Regions from separate parts of the Sus scrofa genome. Here all the other regions are linked to region 3. A link is a contact called in public HiChIP or PLAC-seq and promoter capture Hi-C data. All regions are on one chromosome and are shown on one strand. The core of a region is the stretch at or near the end of the contact, and the rest is flanking DNA. Distances in the headings are between cores, read along the strand shown. Region 1 holds the start of MYBL1 (myb-related protein A). Region 2 holds the start of ADHFE1 (hydroxyacid-oxoacid transhydrogenase, mitochondrial). Region 3 holds the start of CSPP1 (centrosome and spindle pole-associated protein 1). Region 4 holds the start of ARFGEF1 (brefeldin A-inhibited guanine nucleotide-exchange protein 1).

Region 1 (2,700 bases), core at 125-2,624, 280 kb after region 3:
GCCTAAATATAGCAGAAAGACGGTTTCCTTTTAGGATGTAAATAAGCAGAGTATTAAGACCTAGGAGTATATAAGAAAACTATTTTCAAACGACATTACTTTCTAAATTAGGGTTTTTTTTTTTTAAATGAATTAGCAACACAATAAAGAATGATTTGAAAGAAAAGCTGTTTTACCGTCCCAGAAACCTAACTTGAGAAAAAGGAAGTATTAAAAGGCAGGTGTTTTAAGTTTTGAAAGTAGTACATGCAAGCGCCTCTTAATTCACATTTGCACCTGCATCTTTGATTTGCAAAAATTGATGCGTAAAATTTCAAAATAGCAAAATGTAAGTTTTGTTACATTAACATGTGGTTTTGTGCTCTATGCAGTAGAGCATGTTACCTTGCAAATTTGGATCCTTTAGCATTTCTAATCATTACTGTAATTAATCTACTTTAATAAGAGTTAAACTGAGCAGTTCGTACTTGTAACTGCTAGAAGCTCCTCCCCAGCAGTTCCTTACTCCTCCCCTCTCTCCTGCGAAGGAAGATAACCTTCTCCTGTTGACTACCGCGCTCGGTTATCTGCGCGTAATTCCCAGTCCATTCCTGTCTTCCCGCATTCTTCTCCGGGATCACGGCTCCTTCACTGCGCACCGCAGTTATTTCCTGCAGAACCGGGTAGTGGATTAAGCTCTTTGAAGACCAGCCGCAGACCCTGTTTTTTTCCCTTTTCCATTCCAAGCACGTGTCTACCTGAAAACTTTTTCCACCTGTCACACTCTTGCTCGGTCTTGATGTTCAGTTTCCTGCTACAGAATCTTGACTACCAAGTTTGGGCCAAAAGAGCTCTCATTTTTGCTTAAACAATAACGGCCGCGCAAATTTTATAGTTAGATTTGTCTCAAATCCGAAGACCGCGCCTCCTAACAGGAGGGATGCACCCCAGGAGTGAGCAGCTGTGGCCGAGAGAAGGGTGCGGGGACAATCCCTGACAGGACAGCTCAACCCCCAGGGACAACAGTGCCGCATCCCGTTAAATTTGGGCTCAGGCCGCGTTTCCGGCCAGATAGCCTCTCCGCGAGCCTGGAACTTGCTTTCCCAGTAGGCCCCGCGCGGCCTTCGGCGCCCCGCCCCCTCGCGGTGCGGCGCTGGGCGCGCTCCGGGTCCTGTCATAGCTAGACCCGCGAGCCCCGCCTGCGGCCCCACCCCCTCGCTCCCAGCTCCTTCCCCCGCTCCCGCGAGTTCCAGTCCCGGCTTCCAGCTCCCCAGCCCCGCCCTCAGTCGCGCGCGCTCTCCCGGCCCCGCCCTCGTTCCCCCGCGTGCCGCCGCCACAGCCAATGAGGTTCCGGGCCGCGTGCGCAGATTCAAACGGCGGCTCTTGAGGGAGGCTGGGCGCGAGATTCGGCGGTGCGGACAAAACCCTGCAGGAGGCTGCGAGCCCTGCAGAGCGGCTCGCTGCGGGGAGAGGGCGGGGGTCGGCTCCCGCGGCGGAGCCGCGCTGGGACCGCGGCAAGGAGGTTGAGAGGCAGGGGGAGCGGCCAGCGGAGGGCAGGAGCGCGCCTGCTGACATGTTGGGGGTATCCCTGACCGGGCCAGGCCGGGGCTAGGAGCGGCGCTGCGGGCCGGGGGCGGGTCTCGGTCCGCCCCTCCGTCCTGCTCTGCCGGGAACTTGAGTTCCGCACTCGGTCGCCTCGGAGCGTGAGCGAGTGAAGCGGCGGGAGGGTTGGGGAGAAGGAGCATTCGCCTGAGGCTGGAGGAGGCTGAACTGCGTCCCCGCCCAGCCTGCGCCTATGCGGTACTTGAAGGATGGCGAAGAGGTCGCGCAGGTGGGTGACATCCCCTTCTCCAGGCCTGTCGGCACAGTCTCGGCTCAGATCATCCTGCCTTTCCCGCCGCTTCCCCACCAGGCCCTGCCTAGCCCGGGCCGAGGTTATCCTGCCCGCTGCTCCACAGCCGCTTCGGCACGCTGGCCGGAGCGCAGCTGTGACGTGTGGAGAGTCGGGGACCGGTGTGTTTAAGACTCACGAAGTGAGCAACAGATGCCCGGGTTGCTTCCTTGAGTCCCTTCTCCCCCCCCAGCGCACGTCCGGACCCACAATCTCTCGCGGCAAGTTCTTGGTGGGAGTTTCTTGGCAGGTAAGTCTGTGTGCTTTCAGGGAGTCCGCTCCTCTGGTGAGGCTGGGGTACTGACCTGGCCGGACGACCTCAAAGTGGCATTCAGAGGGCCTCTTTTTCTCTGAATTACTGGACCTGTTAAAAATAGGAACTCTTGTGTTAAATATAGGTGGGGACCCCTCGGCCATCTCTGCCACCTTGAAAGGTATGGAAATCCTCTGAGGAATCATGAGTAGAGAGGCTCTTTTTGATGTTTTCTGTAATTACCATCCTCATGGTTTTAGTGTTATGTGTATATATATATATATATATATGTATTTAATATCCTCTACTGGGAGATGTCACACTGTTACCGCCAGTAGCTTGATCTTAAAATAAAACAATGTGTTTGATTCACTTAATATTTTGTGTGTCTACGGAAGTGTTGCACAGAGACAGGACATGGCTTTTGTTGGAAACTTGCTAGATTGAACTTATGCATGTCATCTTTGTTAATATGTCACTACAGTAGCTACTCCTAAATTGTGTGTAGTAATCACTTAGATGACAAAAAACTAGGGCCCTTTTTGTCAGGATTATTAAATAAACATGAAGAGAAGTT
Region 2 (2,700 bases), core at 95-2,594, 440 kb after region 3:
GCTGTTTTCTTTTCTCTTCCTCCCTCCCCTCTTTCCCTTCCTTTCTGTGCTGGCAGCATTTGGAATTTCCTGGGCCAGGGACTGAATCCAAGCCACCCACAGCTGTGGCAATACCAGATCCTTTACCCTACTGCACCACATAGGATCAAACCCTGCAGTCAGACTTTTTTTTTTTTCTTTTTAGGGAGGGTTGCACCCTCGGCATATAGAAATTCCCAGGCTAGGGGTCAGATTGGACCTGGAGCTGCTGGCCTATGCCACAGCCACAGCAATGCAGGATCCCAGCCTCGTCTCCAACCTACACCACAGCTTTTGGCAAGGCCGGATTCTTAACCCACTGAGCAAGGCCAGGGATCAAACCCTTATTCTCTTGGATACTAGTTGGGCTCTTAACCTGCTGCACCACAACAGGAACTCCCTGCAGTCAGATTCTTAACTCACTGGAACTCCTAGCTATTTTCTAATTCATGGTCTTCCCACATCTGTCTTTTCTATCCTCACCTCCTCTTATAAAGGTAGTCCAGACTTTTAACTAGTTTTAGATCCTGGAACTAGGCTTTTGCCTCTGGTGCTGTTCTTCCCTTTGCCTGAAATTCTTCTTTCCTTCCCATCCTTTCCTCCTGTTTATCTCCACCTTTTTTTTCCCCTCATATTTTCCCAGACCGACTTGTGCATCTGCACATTCAACACATTTATCACGTGGCTACTAGTACCTGGCATTTTTGGAGAAGTCAGACGTATCATAATGTTTAACTCCTTGACTGCCTGCACATACCAAGGAGTCAAGCTCCTGGTTATTGCTCTGAACCTTTCCGTGGGGTCCTGCACAGAGTTTCACCCTGTTCCCTCATGCAATTTTCCCTGCCAGATTTTAAACTGCTGCAGTCTTTCGTTTTTTTATCTTCAGCTCCTAGAATAGTTTTTGGCACGATAACATACACCCAGTACGTATGTGTTGGTTGGACACATGCATTTGTCTTGGTCACTGTGCCAGGCTCTCCATTGCCCGCCCTGATCTGAGACCGGGTGCTCTCCTTTCTGGGGCTTACTTTCCCTAACGTAGAACTGGCAGAGTACAAGCGGCCTCACCGCGCAGCGCTGGCTGCTTGGCACAGGGACGGAGCTGTCTAGGCTGGCTCGCCGCGGGCGCGCACTGCGGCAACGCGATCCAAAGTTCCTGAAAATGACTGCGGGAAGAATGCGCTGTCCCCTGCCCGCCTGCCGACCCCGTACTCACGCTGCGCGCTGCAGTTGCCTCAGCAAGTGTGCTACCCGGGCGCGAGCGGCAGCGGCCATGGCTGCACCGTTTCCCTCCTCGGGGCCCCGCCCCCACCGCCGGCCAATCCGTGCCGCTGGCTTCCCCTCCGCCCCCTCGGCCGCGCCCGCCCACCCGCTCCGCTGGGTCTCGCGCCCCCCACAGCAGCCCTCCGGCTCCAGGCCATTCTCCCACGAGGCGGAACTACGACTGCTCCAGCTGCAGGGTCTCACCCTCCGCCTTTGAAATTGCCATGCAGGTAACTGTTTAGGATACTTCCCCAAGTCTCTGTGTAAATCCTCTTTGTCACTAGTCGGAGACCTGGGAAATGTGGAGAAAGAGCATTCTTTTCCACTCTGACTCCTTTAAAATGCTATGTTGCCTTCTGCCCCCTGTCCTAGCAGAAACACTATCGATGGCACAGCTCTTTATCAGAAAGTTATCTTAAGACAGTAACAATTGAACATATTTTTATTAACCCATTATGAAATCTGAATTAATCCTTTCTTTCATAGCAATTTCTACAACTTTGTAAAAAGGGAACAACACTGAAAAAAAGACAAAACGAACTCCCAATTCTAATTTCCTATCAATTGTCAGACCAAAAACCAAGAGTAGAGTGGCTCCCTAGAGCTCTAACAGCAGAAAAAAGCCCCCTCCCCCCATTCTAGATTTACTGTTAATTTTCAGGAGATATTTAGGAAGGTGAGTTACTGAAATCAATTAAGGAAAGAAACCCAGGATAGCTGTAAACATTTCATCTCCTAATTAAACCAGCTCAAGTCAATGTGACAAATGAATCTAAAGATAATAATGTTCCAAGGTTTTTGTGGGTTTCTCTCTTCCCCAAACAGATCCCACTTGAAGCTTTAAAAGAACTGGAGACATAAATGTTGATAAAAATTTAAGTATAAAATTAGGATTAATTAAGATTGCATTATTTAGTGAAGCACAAATTTATCAGCTAGAGCAAATTAATGTTTTCAGTGTTCAAAGAGACACCAGTTGTACACTTTCAATAATATATCAGGTATCAAAAGGAGCATGAGTTTTCCTAATAAAGCGGTCTTGCTAACGTCATAAGTTAGCTGGTGGATATCTTCTAGAAAGTAAATGAAAATAATCTGTAACACGTATCCAGGTCACTGGCTTTACTTAAAACTTACAAAATTTGAAAGCAATATTAGATCCAGACATACCTTTATTAAATGGCCTTTACAACAGTTCTGAAAATGTAACCTTGTAATCTTTTTGTTCCCCCACTTTGATAAATACAGAAGCTTGTTATCAAAACAATGCTAAAAGTCTTTGAAATATGACCTCCCTCACACCACATACAAAGTTTACAAGGAAAAAAAAAGTCTGTTTAAAAACAGAACTCACTCCTAATTTCGACCAAATTCTTTCCCTAATTCGTATAGCCTTAAATACATCCTTTAATCTTC
Region 3 (2,700 bases), core at 186-2,685:
AAGCATGGCTTAGATGACCTGCCCACGCCCTTGGTTTTTGCTCCTGGCACCTCAGAAGTGGCAGCTGGTTTGTGGCTTTTGTGTATCTTATTCTTTGTAATTGCCTAAACTGCGCATGTGTGGTTATTTTTAGTCCCTTAAAGTTTCTTCCAGGTGTAAGCATTCAGGTGAAAGGTCCCAGGTTCCAGTTTATCTCATAAGGAAGAATCCTTTGGTAAAAGGACTATAATCACAATTTGTTTTGCTAGGTTTAGGCTTTCACATCATGTTTCTTTGAGGCAAAATATATTCTGCACTGGATTTTTATCAATTTCTTAGAAGTGTTAAACAAGAATTCTAAGAACAGAGACCTGGTTGAAATAAAGAGGCATTTATTTGGGGAATGTTAGGACTGCAGCCCAGGACACACAGATCCAAGGAGCAGCTGAATTGTATTCTGCCAGATTACAAAATGGGGGAAGTATACAAAGGCACAAAACCATAAGATTATATAAATTGTTTCTCAAGAATTAGGATTTGAGGGGGCAAGAAGGGTGCTTGCTAAATAAGGACTGTTTGGGGACTGAAAAGATCACATAGCTGTGAAAGGTGGGGGGGAGATATGTTTGAAACTTCAAAGATTGCAGCTAGCAGCTGCTAGGACATATTGTTTTGAAAGCAGCTGGTGGTGTCCTTGAGTTAGACACAGTTCAAAAAATTGAAGTTCTCAGTGATGTGGGAAACCACACCCAATAATGGCCACCCAGCTCAATTCTAGATGCCTGTACCAGAGTTAATCCATTTTTATCTTTAAATGATTTATAATGTCATCAACTTACAGTGTTTAAATGAGAGACGTGTCTTTCACTGATTCAATCGTTTAATTATATGCTTTCATGTGCATTTTTTTCTGGCAAGATCAACACCCCGTTTCCTCTAGACCTAAGCTTAGTACTATGCAGCCAGGGCTCAATACATCATGATCAAAAGAAAAAAGTGTAATAAAACACAAAGCATGAAAATCAATAGCAATTTACATGTTCATAAATAAGGCAAGCGACTGCTTTATGAATGCTTTTTCTTAACCTTCTACTATTATCAATAAATATAGTAATAAGAGCTATTGTTATAATATAGGGCACATATAACAGCTTCTTTTTTTTCCGGGTAACTAGTTCTTTTCTGAGTGTTAAAAGGTCGAATCCAGCTACCCTTACTATAAGGTGGGGGGGGTCCAATACCACCAGTTTTTTAAGTACTTAACTACGTGAGGGAGTAGAAGACCAAGCGAATGTAACTGGGAATGGGGGACTCTTTTTAGAGCGTTTTCTGCTTGCTTAAATCCATTACAAACTGGTAGTTTAATCACTTACATATTCAAGGAAATAGCACACAGCGAGGTCCTCAGGAGCCCTGAAATCCTCTGTGGAAACCCCGAAAGCACTGCCGCTCGGGATAAACCTGCGAGCTGGCAGGCGCGCCGCTGCAGGGAGGCCGGGTGGGGGTGGAGCCAAGGGCCGGAAGGGGCGGGGCTAGCCTGGAGCGCCACGGCTCCGGAGCGCCGCGGGCGGCCGCGTGGGTCGGGGGGCGGTTACTTTTCCGCCTGCAACTGGAGGAGAAAGACTCCTGAGTCACCGTCGGCCTTGCGCGAGGGGCGGCAGCGCCTGCGGCCAGTCGCCGGGCTCTTCGTATCGGGGGTCCCCGCGGAGTTAAGTCCGCTTCCTGCCGGGAACCCGACTCTGTGCCAGAGCCCATGAATCAGCCTCGGGCCCCTCCGTCCTGTGGGTCCAGGGCCCCGGGCCCCGGTACCTTTCGGGGTGCAGCCGAGCGGTCGGCGTCGCCTCAGCTTCAAGGTCATCCCGGGAGGCCACCTTCTCCCCAGCCCTGGTGGACGCAGCCTTGAGCTTAACTCCGCGCCTTCTGCTCAGTCTCATTTTGTGAGTAACCGTTACCTGCAAGTCTTAGCTGACCCTTCTCTGTAGTAAACCCTGATTTCGCTTGTTCTCAGCCCAAACTAATTAAGGGCCCTCTGTGATTTTGTTCCGAGGCGGCTGGAAAGTAGGGCGGGTGGTTTCGCGCCCCGCCTAGGCCTTGGCTGGAGCCCTTTGTATTCCCAGTAAAGCTTTGTGTGTGGCCTAGACCGATTCAGGAATGGGCGCTCATTTATCCTTAGGGAAAGTTCTATAAAAGGGGGAGGGATTAGCTCTTAGATATTAAGACAATCTTAACTGGACTCTAACTGGTTTTTAAATTTAACACAGCAGTTTACCTCCTTGCAATGAATTGTGGTCTTGACACAGTGGATCATCGTTGGCGTTTGTTCCTGGATGTTCATTTGTAAATACGTTCTAGAGACGTGGCATTGAAGTTGCAGAACAGTATGTCCGGTCTAGAAGGCGCTTAGGCTGTAAATGCCTGCTATATATACCTTTAGATGCTTGGGTTTACATAGAGATGTGTATTTCTGGACATAATACGGAAAAAATTGGTCAACACCTGGGAGACTGAAAACTTTTGCTTATTAAAAAGCAAGTTACAATGAATACCTTAATACCTCGTCGATGAGATTTGCTATAGTCCTGTGGGGTTTTTTTTTCTCCCCAGAATTTGAAGTACACGTTGTTTGATCTAAAACAATATAGCAGTTAACTGTCAGTAGGGCAAATGTGATAGCTTAAAGTAGTATCTATTTGATATTAGAGTCAGTCATCCTTTTTGAGG
Region 4 (2,700 bases), core at 93-2,592, 380 kb before region 3:
GAGGTTGCAGGTGCGGCTCGGATTCAGTCCCCCGCCAGGGAACTTCTGTATGCCTCAGGTGTAGATGAAAAAAAATAATAATAATTTGTTCATTTTAATTAGGATCATTCTCAAGGTTTCCATTTTTATTTCCCGTGGTTTTTAGACTGTCCCAAATCTTGTCACTCAAATTGGAGCTGTAGCCGCTGGCCCACACAACCACAGCAATGCCAGATCAGGGCCATACCGGCGGCATATACAGGTTCCCAGGCTAGGGGTCCAATCAATAGGAGATGGCCTACACCACAGCTCACAGCAATGCGGATCCTTAACCCACTGAGCAAGGCCAGGGATTGAACCAGCATCCTCATAGATGCTAATCAGGTTCATTTTCACTGAGCCACGACGCGAACTCCCAGACTCTCCATTTTTGAATTTGGATGGTTGCATTAGGACAAGTCCACAGTCAAGAGGATCGAATAGACCAGAACTGTGAGAGACACAGTCTAACAGTGTGTAACAGTTTGGGGCGTGTGGTTGATAACAGCCACACAGTAGCTTTGAACTTGGAGATATGCACCTAGATCACCATGTAAATTATTTGCATATAGTTTAATGGTATTCTTTATCATTTTCTGTTCTGAATGAAACATTGTAGACATCTGAATTCTTCTTTAGTATTTAAGCAGACACGTGTGTCTGCGGTAACATCTGTACTTAGAGCTTTTCCATTCTGAAACTAGTTTTCCTGTCCTGAGCCGAATCTTAGTATTAATGGCATAGAGCTCTAAGGGAACTCATCAATCAGAAGCATTCACCTGTTCCCTTAACTTTAATCTCAATTCAGTAGAGATCTGAAACCTAGAGTTTACCGATTTTTATCCTACAGAAATGAAAAAGTGAAACAGTCCCCAATCCTTGTCAGATTGGTTTTAGTCTTCCCAAGAGAGAATCCTGAGGTAGTCGGCGGGCACGGACCTGGACAGCAGTTTCGTGCAGCTGGTAAGGAAACTGAAAATCGAGAGTGCCAGGTGAAGACCGCGCGGCTGAACCTGGGCCGGACGGCTGTTTCCGTGACCCCTGGAGCGGAAGGGGCCGCGCGCCCACCGGGGGGCTCTCCATATGCTTCCGATACGTGGATGCAGCGCAGCTGGGAGACCCATTCATTCAGTAGGAGCTTCGGCCCCGGGGGTTCCGGGTGCCAGGGCGCAGCCCCAGTGAGGAGCCCGAAGCGCCCCGCGTGGCGCCGCAGGACGCCCGCCACGCCCCACGCCGCCCTGCAGGCAAACGCGGGAGGCGGCGAGGCCCCGCCGGGCCGCCGTAGCGCTGCGGCTCGAGCCGCTCCTCCCGCGCCGCCCTCCGCCCCCTGCCTCCCGGCGCCGCGGCAGCTCTGGGCAGCCGACGCTGCCGCCGCCGCTTCCTCCTCTGCAGCCGTTCGGCCGCTGCGTGACGCGTCGTTTCCTCCCAACATGGCGGCCGGGGCAGGTCGGCGGTGATGGAGGCCAGTCCGCGGCCACGGCGGGTGCTAATCCCCACAGTAGCCAGGGCAGCCCTGCTCTCGCCGGGCCTCTGAGCCGCCGCCTCGTCCCTCGGCCTCCGGCTGACGGCCGCCGAGCTGGGCTCCCTCGCCGCCCCCGGGCCGGAGGGACAAGTGGAGCGGGGTGGCCGGCAAACGACCCCCGGGCGGGGAGAAGCGGAGGTCCCACGGGCGCGGCCCCTCTGGGGGCGGTGACGACCTCCGCGCTCCTCGGCCGCCCGCCCCTTCCTGATCCTGCCGCTGCCCTCCACGCCTCCTCTTCCCCACCTCCACCCCCTCTCCTTTCTCTCCGCTTTTCCTCCCCCTCCTCCTCCCCTCCAGCCGCTGGGAGCCGCGGGTCGGACGAGCCGCCGCCTCCTTCTCTGCGTCCATGTATGAGGGGAAGAAGACGAAGAACATGTTCCTGACCCGGGCCCTGGAGAAGATTTTGGCCGACAAGGAAGTGAAGAAGGCGCATCACTCCCAACTGCGCAAAGCGTGCGAGGTGGCGTTAGGTGAGTGGGGAGGAGGCCGGGGATGGGGGTGGGGGAATGGGGGGGGCGCCGGCGCGGGAGGTGGGGTCGCTGGGGGCTCGCCCTGAGCCGGCGCCGCTAACCTCGGGGAGCCCTCGCCGAGCCCCGGCCGCCTGGCTGGAGTTGACAGTAACTCGGCTGGATGGGGGGCAGAGGCAGGGTGGAGGAGGAAGGGCAGTTAGTTAGCTCGGCCCGGGGCCGGCGGCTGCGCTCGGGCTCGACTCGGGAAGAGCAGGTTGTGTCGGCCGACCGTGCGGTGCGGACAGGCTCTCACCCTTTGTGAGGCGGCAGCAAGAGGAGCTGTTGTTTATTGGCGTGGAAAATTGAGGTGGAGCTGATTTGGCAGGATTGGGCGTGGGAAGGGTTCTGTCTTGTAATTTCCATAACTTTGTCGTTTGGCGTGGTACTTTGGGAAGCTAGGCTGAAGTTGTTCCCTTGTTGACAGTCTCGAGAAGGGGTTTGCGAGAGGTGCAGCCTGTTCTGACATCTCTCCGCCTCCGCCACGGGAAAAACAGAGTAATGTGGTATCCGACTGGGCTGACCTGGAAGAACTAGACCGGAGGTTAAGGGGTGGGGGGGCGAGATAAAAGCGGGGAAGGATAGGACCTTTAGATAAGATGGCTTTAGGGGACAAGGAAGGAAGGGTTTGAATGGGGAAGAGGAAAAAGACAA

What was found. Promoter capture Hi-C pulls out the DNA fragments that hold promoters and counts their contacts. HiChIP or PLAC-seq counts read pairs in DNA pulled down with a chosen protein or histone mark.
Region 1: an H3K27ac HiChIP or PLAC-seq map of skeletal muscle shows a contact between it and region 3, with 3 times the contacts expected there. The contact joins the promoter of MYBL1 here to the promoter of CSPP1 in region 3. A contact is called at or near these places in 2 of 5 promoter capture datasets (fetal liver and liver), 4 of 47 Hi-C or Micro-C datasets (brain, embryonic fibroblasts, fetal skeletal muscle and 1 more) and 1 of 2 datasets of contacts at active chromatin or transcription factors (skeletal muscle).
Region 2: a promoter capture Hi-C map of fetal liver shows a contact between it and region 3, with 2.7 times the contacts expected there. The contact joins the promoter of ADHFE1 here to the promoter of CSPP1 in region 3. A contact is called at or near these places in 2 of 5 promoter capture datasets (fetal liver and liver), 12 of 47 Hi-C or Micro-C datasets (adipocytes, embryonic fibroblasts, fibroblasts and 6 more) and 2 of 2 datasets of contacts at active chromatin or transcription factors (alveolar macrophages and skeletal muscle).
Region 4: an H3K27ac HiChIP or PLAC-seq map of alveolar macrophages shows a contact between it and region 3. The contact joins the promoter of ARFGEF1 here to the promoter of CSPP1 in region 3. A contact is called at or near these places in 2 of 47 Hi-C or Micro-C datasets (embryonic fibroblasts and fetal skeletal muscle) and 2 of 2 datasets of contacts at active chromatin or transcription factors (alveolar macrophages and skeletal muscle).

The regions. Positions count from the first base shown.
Region 1 is chr4:68,118,704-68,121,403 of Sscrofa11.1, forward strand. MYBL1 (myb-related protein A) reads left to right here and starts at 1,375. Exons shown (of 16, transcript XM_021089286.1): 1 at 1,375-1,810. The coding sequence starts at 1,791. It overlaps LOC106510063 (a long non-coding RNA gene), which reads right to left and starts at 1,078. Exons shown (of 2, transcript XR_001308193.2): 1 at 738-1,078; 2 at 334-650.
Region 2 is chr4:68,284,092-68,286,791 of Sscrofa11.1, forward strand. ADHFE1 (hydroxyacid-oxoacid transhydrogenase, mitochondrial) reads right to left here and starts at 1,345. Exons shown (of 14, transcript XM_003125603.4): 1 at 1,238-1,345. The coding sequence starts at 1,296. It overlaps RRS1 (ribosome biogenesis regulatory protein homolog), which reads right to left. Exons shown (of 1, transcript XM_003125604.4): 1 at 1,712-2,700. LOC110260284 (a long non-coding RNA gene) reads left to right here and starts at 1,398. Exons shown (of 3, transcript XR_002343277.1): 1 at 1,398-1,514.
Region 3 is chr4:67,842,902-67,845,601 of Sscrofa11.1, forward strand. It overlaps CSPP1 (centrosome and spindle pole-associated protein 1), which reads right to left and starts at 1,436. Exons shown (of 27, transcript XM_021089277.1): 1 at 1,353-1,436.
Region 4 is chr4:67,464,175-67,466,874 of Sscrofa11.1, forward strand. ARFGEF1 (brefeldin A-inhibited guanine nucleotide-exchange protein 1) reads left to right here and starts at 1,343. Exons shown (of 39, transcript XM_001928010.7): 1 at 1,343-2,010. The coding sequence starts at 1,887.